Regions from separate parts of the Gasterosteus aculeatus genome. Here region 1 is linked to region 2. A link is a contact called in public Hi-C data. All regions are on one chromosome and are shown on one strand. The core of a region is the stretch at or near the end of the contact, and the rest is flanking DNA. Distances in the headings are between cores, read along the strand shown.

Region 1 (5,981 bases), core at 3,378-5,877, 110 kb after region 2:
TACCTGCAGAGTAAACATGACAAATGGGGCCCGAGCTCGGCATGAATCAAGATGGAACGTGGGTCTATCTTTGCCCCACTCCCTCCCCCCACCAATAGACGCACGCGAACACGTTATCCTCAGCCTACACCGTCTTTTGTGCCACCGCGGAGAGAGAGGGGGTGGGGGGTACAAAAGACAGACATATAAAAAGCAGGGGGGGCGGAGAGGCCACGGGGACGGAAGCGAACTCAGTCTCCTGCTTCGCCTTCTTTTGTTAATTTCAGTGTTCTCATAAATGGGTACCGTCATATGATAAGAGTGTTACCTTGCCAAAAATCAAGGCCGAACAAGCGGCAGTAACACCCCCGCCCCCACAAACACACACACTCTCGCTCACACACACACACACAAACACACCACCCCTCCATCCTTCCAGAGTTATTCCGTTCCAAAGTGCGGGCTCCGGTGCCAAGCGCGACGGCCTCTTCGGCCTTCATTTTGGGAGCACGGAGAGGGCAAACCATAAGAGTGAGAGAGACTGCGAAACGGGCTATAGGGGCCCGACGCGGTTCTGCGAGCCGGTCAGAGCCTGGGAGTTTGTATTGTTGTTGTTGGTCCCGGAGCGGACCTTGGTGTTGGGCAGCTTGTGATCCTTCTTCCATTTCATCCGGCGGTTCTGGAACCAGATCTTGATCTGCCGCTCCGACAGGCAAAGCGTGTGGGCGATCTCCACCCTGCGCCTGCGCGTCAGGTACCGGTTGTAGTGGAACTCCTTCTCGAGCTCCAGGACCTGCTGGCGCGTGTAGGCCGTCCGCGAGCGCTTCGGCTCACCGCCTGTGAAGTTCGAGTTTACTGTGGGACAACGATAGAAATACGACCATCACATCATGAACTACTCCTAGAAAAAAGAAATCATTACAATCCACTGCCAAAATATCGCCGACGTTCATAATAGCAATGCCGGTAGTTTCCACGATATTATAATAGTGCCACATTACTGTAAGAATATTCTACTTTAAAAACATATGGCAACATTAGTATTGTTTTGTAACGGAGCGCTCGTTTAAGAAGACGCAGCCCAGATGTGCGGCGGTGTCGTCTGAAGAGCACATCCAGCCCCGTGGAGAAATAAACACGTTAGTGCATTGGGAGCGTGCCATGAGGATAAATAAATCCACGGCCAACTGCTGATGGAATACAAAATGGCTGTAGCCCTGCACACCCTCAAATTACTCCCATCCCTCCCAACAAATCCGTTTGGCGGCGCTCACAAGCGCAGCTGTAACAGCGGAACCCGTTTGTCTGACACTATAGGGTTTACGTTTTAAGTGCGCGCGCACGTTGTCAGGTGTCACTGCAGACCTTCAGCGGCGTGGATCCTCTCATCCAGCCTGAAGCCGGTGTCCAGATGTTATAATTTAAGAGCGATATCTGGGTTTGTCTCTTTTTTTTTTAAAGCAAAAACCTTCCACTTGGCTGAACGTTTCTATTCCCCAGTTCGGATGCTCAAATGCCCGGAAAAAAATGGCTACGATGCCTGTCTGCCTCATATAAACTGATTGAGAATAAAGGTAGTGGGGCAGCTGTTGGTGAAGGGGACACGGGGGGGCGGGTGGGGCGGTGGTGGAGAAGCTACATAACGAAACCGAATGGCCGAGTGGGTGATGACTTAAGAAATACCAAAACTTAGATGCGATCCAACATCTGTTTGTTCACAGCTAAAATAAACGGCGCAGTAAACATATCACGGTGACTCTACAAAAGTCGCATTGGGTGTAGTGTTGTTGTTGTTGTTGTTGTTGGTGTTAAATTGTCGTGCTGGCGAACTCCAGACGTCCCAACGCGCATATGCAGCAAGTCTATTAGGAGGTTACAGCGAGGAGCCGTAATAGACTGGCGCTATTCGCTTTTACATTAGCGTATTTATGGACGGCTCTATAAACATGAATATTTCAGCTGCCATAAAACTTCCCCTCTCCTGGAACAACGAGGAGGGAAGAAAGGCTCGACAGAGTAAAGCACACCGTTTATACAAGCCAACCACTTAAAATCAAATTACCAAAGCATAAACGCTAACTTAAGGGCTCTGTCTGAGTTGTCATAAGGCGGAGGAATTAGAGACGACCAGACGGGGATCGGACTTCAAAAAGCACGTCGGCGGAGAAGCGTAATAAAAATTTATGGAGGGTGTAATTATATTGGCCCTGCAAACAGACGATCGTAAATCTTGACCCAAGGGCTACTCTCTTTTTACTTGTAGCGGAAAACGGGGAGGGGATGCCGGAGACCCAAGACGCGAGACACCTCGCGGACTGCATGGCGGGCACAAAGGCGCAGCGAGAGAGAGGGAGGGGAGAGGGAGGAAGAAGTTGGCATGTAGCACTCACCGATGTTTACATGGACTTTTTTCATCCACGGATAGACGACGGGGTTCTTGGCGCTCGTCGGGGACGACGTGTCGTGGCCGTGGGGCGTTTGGCCGATAGTGGCGGCGGGCGGCGGCGGGCTGGGCGTCACCGAGTTGCAGCGGTGGTTCAGCTCGGGGACGGCGGACGTCTGCAGCCCGGCCGCGGGGAGGACGTGACCCCGCGGGGACATCACCACCGAAGCGGGCTGCCCCGGACGCTGGCACGGCGTGTACGGTGGTTCTCCGTGCTGCTGGGGGTGGTTCTGGTGCCGCGGGTGGTGCTGGTGGTGGTAGAGGGAGTCCGGTTGAAAGGCGGCGGCAGCCTCCTGCCTTTGGGAGCTGTAGTAGTCCGGAGAGTGGCTGGGCAGATAGTCGCTCTGTGAATACTCCTCGCACGGGGGAAACTTCGGGTCCACATAGTTGGAGTTGATCAAATAGGAGCTCATGGCAATTAATGTCAGTATTTTTGTGGAATTGCACCTACTCGGAAAATATATAACTACAATTTATATCTCATCCCTTTTCTCTTCGGTTATTCATGTTCCGTTGAACCCTCCTACTTTTCTGTCAAGTGAACAAAGTTAGTAAACCACGTGAGAGTGGCCGGCCAATGGTGCGCCTCAAGGATGAACCCCGGATAAGGAAATGGGATTAAGCATATACACGGACTCTGCACGCGCATCATCATATGGCCTACGTTTGCGGGCATTCATAGCCTCCCTGACATCGTCCCCTCTGCGCCCCCCCCCGCGTTCCCCTCCACCACATGTCAGCGCGCATGCCGCTCTAAAGCAACTAGAGGATCACAACAACCACAGAAGCGCGTCCGACGTGCCGAAAACACATTCTTGCTCGAGCTGGAAACCACACAGAAGCGCGTGCGTCTCTACGCCCAATAAGAGTACAGTACAGATGACAAGTCATGAACCCATTCCCCCTGTTACGCGTCCGGCTGGGACTCCAAAAGGAGAGAAGAAAGAAGCCGCGGAAAGTGCTCGGGGGGATATAACGTGTTGCCTGCACTACCCTTGGAGTAAAATGTATGTGTGTGTGTTTGTAGACGTTCTTCTTCTTCTTTTAAATCGCTAATAAAGCGGAGAGGGGGGGTGGGGGGGCGTGGGTGCTTCGCCGCCACCCAGCACTGCGTCAGATAAATCTCGCTTGTTTAGGATCGATTAAAAATGCATCAACTAATTCAGGTTACACGGGCCTACTAAATCTCACGGAGACCTTTGCTTGATGAGAGCAAGACAGCCCAGCACGGGCTGGCTCTGTGCTTCCATTGTGTCCCCCCTCATCCCTCAGCACCCAGTGCGCCCTTTGCCTGGCATGAACGGCCAGGTATGCTGCAGGGGGAGTCATCTCCTCAACCGTCACGAGCTCCTACTAGCTGACTTTTATAGCCTTGCCCCCCACCCTCCCCCCTTAAACTCTAATACACGTCTGTATAGCGCCGACATGCAGACCACTTTCTCATTGCCACGAATAGACTCAATGAACACAATGAAACTTGAACCTGCACTGCGCAAAGCGAGGGCGCTCGGAAATTCCAACATTTCCCAGCATTATGTAACACGTTTTACAGAGAAACTTTTAGCACGCGTCCAAGATCTTATATAATCCGACACAGACGCATAAAATGTGAAGAAAAATATGTGTTCTTTGTATTAAAAAGGACACTGTCTATGGGGTTATCAGTGGGACTGAAGGTGCACACACACACACACACACACACACACACACACACACACACACACACACACACACACACACAGGCAAAATGATGGAGATATCTAAGTCCTTTGTTTGGAGAAAAGTGACCGTCTCTAAATCGAAATCTTACCCCCTCCCTCTCACACCAACCCCCTTTTTATAAAGCGGACAATCATTTTTCACCTGGACAAATAATGAATACAAAAGAGTTCAATTCAACCTGAAAGCGGCATTTAAAACTGAAAAAAAACACACGATCGAAATATATAAAGATATAGATGTCTCGATTGAGTGTACATTAAAGTGGAGGCGATCACCGTGTCAAAATAAACCAGTAATGGAGGCCTGAAATGAATTCATTCGTGCAGGTCACAAATTCGTGAAAAATACGTTTTTATGAACCTGTACAGTTCCACTTTTGAAAGCTTCACGTGTAGAGAAGCGATCCATCCGGCGCTACAACCGCTCAAAGGCTGCTCCTCCCGGCGTTGGATCCATCGCTGCCGACGTGTATAAATCCACTATATACTCCCCTAGAAGCGAATTTGTGATTATTTTAATGATTTCTACACAAATCCGGATCTACAGGGTAGATATAGAAGACAGCGCCTCTCTGGAGGCACGAGGGTTACACCGTGGATGGACTTTTATTGCTTTCATAAAAATCCCCCTGCCAAAGCCACTGGAATATTTCCATCCACCTCTACTGTTCCCGACTCCCGCTGACCCTCTTGCCGCTGGTGGGGATCTATACAATCATGTTATAATGTTGTAACACTTCTCGGGAGTCAAGACGGTGACGAGGAACTGACTGGCAAATAAAATAAGATATGGGAAATAAAATACATTTGTAGGAACATGCTCCTTGTTCTCATATAATACGCATTGGTAATATTTTTTAGCTGTTATAATAACGAAAACAATAAAAATGTATATGGTAAATGCCAAAGGAATGAAACATCATGTTTCTAGGCTTCATAACAACAAGCATTTCATTTTCTTTAATCAATTTGAATATTTATTTGCCCAATTAAGTCGTTCGTTCCTCCGTTTTTCACCCAGAATCAAAATATCCCTTTAACTTTACATCCAACCACATAGAGAGTTGTAAACAAACAGAAGAGGAAAAAAAGAAAAGAACATCTTGGCAGCTCCAACGGTGCAGCGCTCTAACCGAATGGATACGATTTGATTTAATGAAAGAAAGACAAAGACAGATCGTTTGGAACACTGTTCTATCAAAAATGGTTCTGACTGATTCAACTGGAAAATGGATGGACCAATGAATACATGAATAAATGTTCCTTCACTACGCAGAATGAAGAACGGTCCATCCTCGAACCTCTTATAAAGTAATAAAAAGGAGGGCCGATATTAAAATGTAAGTATATGCAAGTTTAATTTAAATGTGTGTTCATGTAATTGCAAATGTAATATATGTATTGTATACATATATGAAAATGTATATTTATTTATTTTAGAAAACCTTTAAAAATGTTCATTTATTTATTTCCTTTATTATTATTTTACATTATTTTTGTGGCCTTTCCATCATACTGATATTCAATTCAATTAATTAAATTTTGTAAAGCCCAAAATCGCCAATTACAAATTTGGCTCAGAGGGCTTTACAGTCTGTACACATCCATCCTGTGTCCTGAAACCCTCACATCGGCAGAGGAAAAACTCCCCAAAAAAATGAAAAGCCTTTCATGGGGAAAAACGGGAAGAAACCTTAGGGAGAACGTCAGAGGAGAAATCCCCCTCCCGGTATGGACAGACTACAACGGATGTTATGTGTGCAGAATGAACAATGCAAAATGTACAATACTATCAATTCCCATGACAGAAATTATATGCTGTGTGTGGATTTGTGCTT
Region 2 (6,158 bases), core at 1,105-3,604:
AGGCGGGTGCGGTGGGGGTGGCACTGAGAATTACCCTTCCTTTCTGAATGACGTATAAAAAAAAGAAAATTAAGGGGTCAGCTTGTTTGGCGCTTTACGCAGCAACCGGTTTTGGCCAGGGTAGGGGCAATACGTGTTGATGTTGTTGCGACACACACACACACACATCCATGCATGTATTGGCGGCATCTGATCCTGTCTAACAGCCTATTAGCTGATACGTATAAACACACTCATACCCCATTTATGTGCAGCTATACAAATACACTGAACCGTGGCCACGCACGCAGACACACATTCATCAAAATAAACTCTTTGTGTGTGTGTGCGTGTATATGTTATAGAGGGGGAGTAAGTGAATGGTTTATCTTTTTCATATTACATTATATTACATGTCATTTAGCTGATGCTTTTTAATAAGTGCATTCAACCATAAGGATCCAAACTCCGAACAGCAAGAAACAAGAAAGTACAATTTCGTATGTGTTGCATATCGTCGCATATGAAAGAAAACATTGGATGGTGTTTGATAAAGGGCTTTTCATCTCACTCTGATGTCATCACAGGGCAGGGGGCGGTCATGACACAGTCACGGGGGAGTCACAGCAAGGTCACACAAGTCAGAGACACACGCTGAGGTTACAGTTGCTGTATATGGTGATTCCAGCAGTTTTTTTGGAGAAAAAGGGAAGCGTTTCATTCATTGTCCCCTCAGATTCTGTGACGGGTTGTTATAGTCTCATTTAAGGGGAGTGTGGAAGAGTGGAGACAGATGGCAGCAGGATAACTGTGTCATCGATCAGGTGGATACTATCTTTAAATATTCTGGAAGCACCCCACCTCACCAAAAAACTGAAAAGTTTATTGCTATTCCAAAAATGTTCTAGGCGGTTTTAATCACTGCAGAGCTTTCATTCTCAGGGGAACATATGAACACATGTCCTATGCTTTCCCCATTTCACCATAACTCTTTATGCACACAGTAAACTTGTTAATAGTTATATTAACAACAAAGACGTCTCAGAAGGACCATAATGCCCTGAGTGCGGACAGTAAAAGGTCAAAGGTGACCAGTAAAAAGGTCAAAGGTCACTGCAAGCAACCCGTTGATTGATTGACGTAGATAATCAAAAGAAGAAAAAGGAACAAGTAGAAGTAACATTTCCGTTGAATTGAATTCTGTTCTATTTTGTGTAGACCCACAGCTGGTGGAGCTTGGGCTGATTTTGCGCATCCTCACTCCCTGGGGAGAATTAGGAGGAAAAGGTGGGGCCTAGGAGGAGTTGTTCAGGGGTTTCATGGAGAGATCATGGCAAGATCAATGAGAGGTCGTGGCAGGGTCATAGAGAGTTCACACTGAAGTTTCAGCCAATCGTATATCAGGTTGAGACCGAAAGAGTCTGGCGATTTCGATCAAGATGTTTTACTCATCTATATGCAGAAAGACTTCTCTGACTTGCTGTATAACCAAGGCAGCAAGAGTGGAGCAGTATTTGGTAAAGCATCAACACCTCAAGATGGCCAACACAGCAAATCAGGGCCTTTCGTCGGCCATTATACCGCATATTGCGACCATTTAAAAGCACAACTCAATGGACTCCTTCTCTCTATCATGGATCAGGCAAAGTCAGAACAGCGAAAACAAAAATTCAGTGACAACGAAGTTGATGTGTTATTTGGGCATCAGTGGAGGGGAAATGTATGTATTGACTAGTGCTATGTAGCAAACCGTTAAGTACTTGTTCTGTGAAACAGCTGAGTGCAGACTGCGACATTTCCACTGCTGATGCTATGACTGTTTGAAATTATCCTGATGCCCATAATTGTAATGTAGCAAGGAATTTAACAACTGCTGGAATGGAATGTGAATGCTGAGTCGGAGATGCAATATCACCTTTTGATTTCTTATAGTAACTGTAACATTGCATGGCTGCTTAATCTGAAACGCGTAACGCACATTTGGCACATGAAAGTGATAGAGCAGCTCAAGTCACTCCAGTTACTCCAACATTCTACATGACACCTCTTTGACTCTACATTAAACAAAAAATCTGTCCTGTTTTGCTCAAATACTGGTAATTGAAATTAAATGTATTTTATTTATGCACAGAGGTTTCCAGCGTAAAAGAAGCGCTGAGTCAGACTGAGTGAGATGCAAAGAGAGCGGAAGGGAAGGGGTGCAGGTGACCGGCCAGGCCTAAAACAAAAGTAGTGGGAAAATGAAGGAGAGGAGGAGGAGTAGGTAAACATATGGTCTCATTCACCTGTCAAACACAAACTCACACACACACACTCTCCTTCATGGTTAAGTTAACAGCACCACACCCAATTCTTAAGCGGTGAGTCATGAACACATGAACACCTCTACCTCGGAATAACCAGACCTCAGCAGAGGAGTGCCTGGGGAACTACCGTAACCGTGACGACGGCACTCCGAACTCTGGCAAACAAATTCTGTCCTTGAATAAACCTGCCATAACCTTGCAGGTCAATGTGAAACAAATACAGCCTACATACACCCATCAGGTGTTCCATCCAAGTCTCCTCCCCATCCCTGATTGGCTGCATGGAAGAAAGAGACCGGGGAAACGTCTATGTGCTGCACATAAGTTCCTGTGGTCGAGCTGAGGGGGGTGTTTGTGCCTGTCTGTGCATGTGAGTGAGTGTGTGTGTTGTATGTGTGAAAACATTACTCTTTCCATTGCCACTCGTGGGATTTTGGGTGTAATCCATCCATCTCATTTTTCTGTCTCAAGTTTGAGAGAGAGACGATCAAGATTGTATTTATGTTCAGACACATACATACACACACGCACACACACACACACACATACACACACACGCGCACACCCCCAGCCAGCCAGCCACAGGGGGCAGTGTGGTCCACCAGCATCAGTGATATCAGTGATGATGACAGCCCTTTAGCAGGAAAATGACACATGTAAAAGGAAAGAATCATATTTCTGCTCTACAAAAGTCTTATCAAGTCAGCGTCTGTTCTCTTGTGAAATACAGTATGTTTTTTCAGCCTCTAAGTTTGAACCTCTTATCCGATATTACAACTCTGAAGGAGAAAATCAGGTTGTTGATACACAAGCACTGTGCACTTATCCAAAGCAACATACAGACGTTGATGATGATGCTGAAGGAAACATCTGTATGAGACATGCTTTAAACTACCGTCAGACCCTCCAAATGCGTTTTGTATGCTAATAATCATAAAGTAATGTGCACAAACACGGTGCTTTTAAAATATGAGAAGTATGCATGACATCACGTGTGCGGTTACAGTACTGCATTATAGAATTAGGATGAGTACTTTCTGTACTGAAAATATATTTTTTAATACACGCTTATCAAAAAAGTAGTAGTGGAAGTAGTATTTTTGATGTAAAATAATAAAAAAATAAATCAGACCTTATTCCCACATATATACTCCAACATATCGACACACACATTCTTTAAATGTTGCTGTTTGTAAAGTATTTTAATTGATATCTGTCGTATCTTGTAAGAACTATTTTGGCTAATCATATTTTATATTCATTTAATTATCTATGACGTTAGTGTATTGATACTATTTAGGTGGGGGGTTCAAATAAGGAAAGTCGTCTTTCTGCCTCTTCCTGCAATTAGAATTTATTTTACAATGTCTACGTTTTTTAATTATTATTACATTGTGCAAATGAATAAAACTGTCCAAAGGCTTGAAGCATTTTCACTGAAAACAGAGCGTTTTTTAGAAAATACATTCATTATCTATAAGGAGCATATAATAAGTAGTTTGTGTATCATGCCCTAATACAGAAAAATGTACCAATTTATGGTTGAAGCCATCGTTCTAATACAATGCGCTGTCATAGAATATGATGCCATAAGAAGTCATATAAAGAAGACTTCAAGGACTGCCTTTTTTTATCTACGTAATATATCAAAAATCAGGAACTTCCTGTCTCAAAGTGATGCTTAGTTCATGCGTTTGTTACTTCTAGACTGGATTACTGTAATTCTTTGTTATCAGACTGCCTTTGTAAATCTCTTAAGCAACTCCAGTTGATTCAGAATGCTGCAGCACGTGTATTAACAAGAACTAAGAAAAGGGATACTCCTGCATTAACTTCTCTGCAATGGCTTCCTGTTAAATCAAGAATAGAATTTAGGGTACTTCTCCTCACCTACAAGGCACTTGCTGGTGAGGCACCGTCTTATCTTAAAGAGCTTTAAAGAGCAATAACACCGTATTGCCCTACAAGACAGCTGCGCTCCATAGATGCTGGGTTACTTGTTGTTCCTAGGGTTTTAAAAAGTAGGATGGGAGCCAGAGCATTCAGATATCAAGCTCCTCTTTTGTGGAACCAGCTTCCACTTTCAGTCCAGGGGGCAGATTTGGTCAGCTATTTTAAGGTAAAACTTAAAACTTTCCTCATTGATTTTGCTTATAGTTAGGGCTGGCTCAGGTTAGCCCGGACCAGTTAGTTATATAGCAGCTCAGCTAAGTTAAGCTGCTATAGGCTTAGACTGCCGGGGGAATTTTTTTTTGTGTTTTCTCCCCTAGCAGGTCTTCGTAGATCGTAGTTCCTTCTGGACTCTGGTCATGACACCTGCCGTGGCCCTGCTGACACCTGCTGCTGCCATCCTCATCATCATTATTTTAAATTTAAATTATATTACTGTCATCATAAACCAACATTACCTTCTCCTAAAGTCTTTGTGCTTTCCCTCCCCACAGTCTTCTGTGGATGGTGTTTCTATCTGATGGTGGTTAACCTTGCAGTGGTCCTGCCGTCCGGAGATGTTACTCACACGTGGAGGCAAATCAGGACACGGCTGAAAACAGAGCCGCCGACTAAACGTGAGACTCTTTCTCCAAACAATAGTCACCAGTCTACACACACTGTGGTTGACGTGGTGCAGGGGTAGAGAGGGTGCGCTGGGAAACGCAAGGTTGGTGGTTTGAGCCACGGCTGCTTCATGTCCTATGTCCCATGTTGAAGTGTACCTGAGCAAGACACCTAACCCCTAATTGCTCCCTGGGAAAAAAATGTAAAAAAAGCCATGGGTTAAAGATGTAATGTAAGTTGCTTTGGATAAAAGCGTCAGCTAAATGACCTGTAATGTAAAACAAAGTCATCTTAATGCTCTCCACAAGGCTGGCATGGCTGCTGAGAGGATGTGTTGATATGGACGACAGGTCAGAGTTTGTGAGCATGTGATGTTGCCATGACACCTAGGTTGTGATATAGTCAGGGGGAAGGTCTTCTCTCTCTCATTTGCTGTCCTCAGTGTTTGGTCCTGGTTACAGCGTTACCGAAGAAGCAACATCTTACGACTCGTCGCTGACGCTTTGACTTTGTACGCTGCCAGTACATACACACGCACAAATCTGTAAGTCTTAGTCAAACACACTAATGTGGAATCCCCTCTCTCGCCATCACTCTTACACAAACACACACAAATGATGACTTCATCCTAAGTATTTTCAAATCGGGTGATGACAGGAACAGAAAGAGTGAGAAAGATATGTGCGGCCGTTGTGGTTTGGGTTGAGCTGCTGTGCTGTATGTGTGTGAGGTTAACAAGCTCGTCATTATCACGCTGATGATGGACGGAAAGTATAAAAAGCAGGGGAATGAAAGACATTAAAAGGGGTGTGCTTGTTTGCTACTCTTTACAAAGAGCAGTTATATAAACCTTCCTGTGTGTGTGTGTGTGTGTGTGTATATGTTTGTATATATTAATAATTATTCTCAAAACCAAACTAGATCAGGAGAAATTTTCTTTGTCTGTCGTTAGTCTTTTGTTTGGTTATTGTGTGCTTGTGTATGCGTATGGTTTAGTGTGCGCGCACAGGCTTGCGTGTGTGTGTGTGTGTGTGTGTGTGTGTGTGTGTGTGTGTGTCTGTCGCTGGGAGCACATCTCCTACAACCGCCAGGATTATTAGGTACTGAGTGATTTTGCACAGTCTATAGGCAACATCAGCTAACCTAGTCTTCATTATTCAAGTCAAAATGTAGTTTTAAGTTGTTGCGCCAAAATACAGTTATTTGTGTCTTTGTTTGACAGGGAGACGATGAAGGAAATTAACTCTTTTAACTCTTTTAAAAATTAAAATGCATGCCAAAAATGACAATTTCATTAATAGCAAATAAAAGTGTAAA

Evidence for each region. A called contact is a pair of places that touch in the nucleus more often than the background predicts.
Region 1: a contact with region 2 is called in a Hi-C map of skeletal muscle, with 3 times the contacts expected there. The contact joins the promoter of hoxb4a here to the enhancer-like site in region 2. A contact is called at or near these places in 2 of 6 Hi-C or Micro-C datasets (both in skeletal muscle).

The regions. Positions count from the first base shown.
Region 1 is chr11:2,866,436-2,872,416 of fGasAcu3.hap1.1, forward strand. It overlaps hoxb4a (homeobox B4a), which reads right to left and starts at 4,628. Exons shown (of 2, transcript XM_040190253.2): 1 at 2,370-4,628; 2 at 1-834. The coding sequence starts at 2,835. The coding sequence ends at 533. All of the region lies in intron 2 of hoxb3a (homeobox B3a), which reads right to left.
Region 2 is chr11:2,758,342-2,764,499 of fGasAcu3.hap1.1, forward strand. No RefSeq gene overlaps it. Among protein-coding and RNA genes, the nearest start is that of LOC144384602, 5.2 kb to the right of the region's middle. Within about 2 kb of position 2,355, at least 5 of the 9 cell types and tissues checked have open chromatin away from gene starts, as enhancers often do.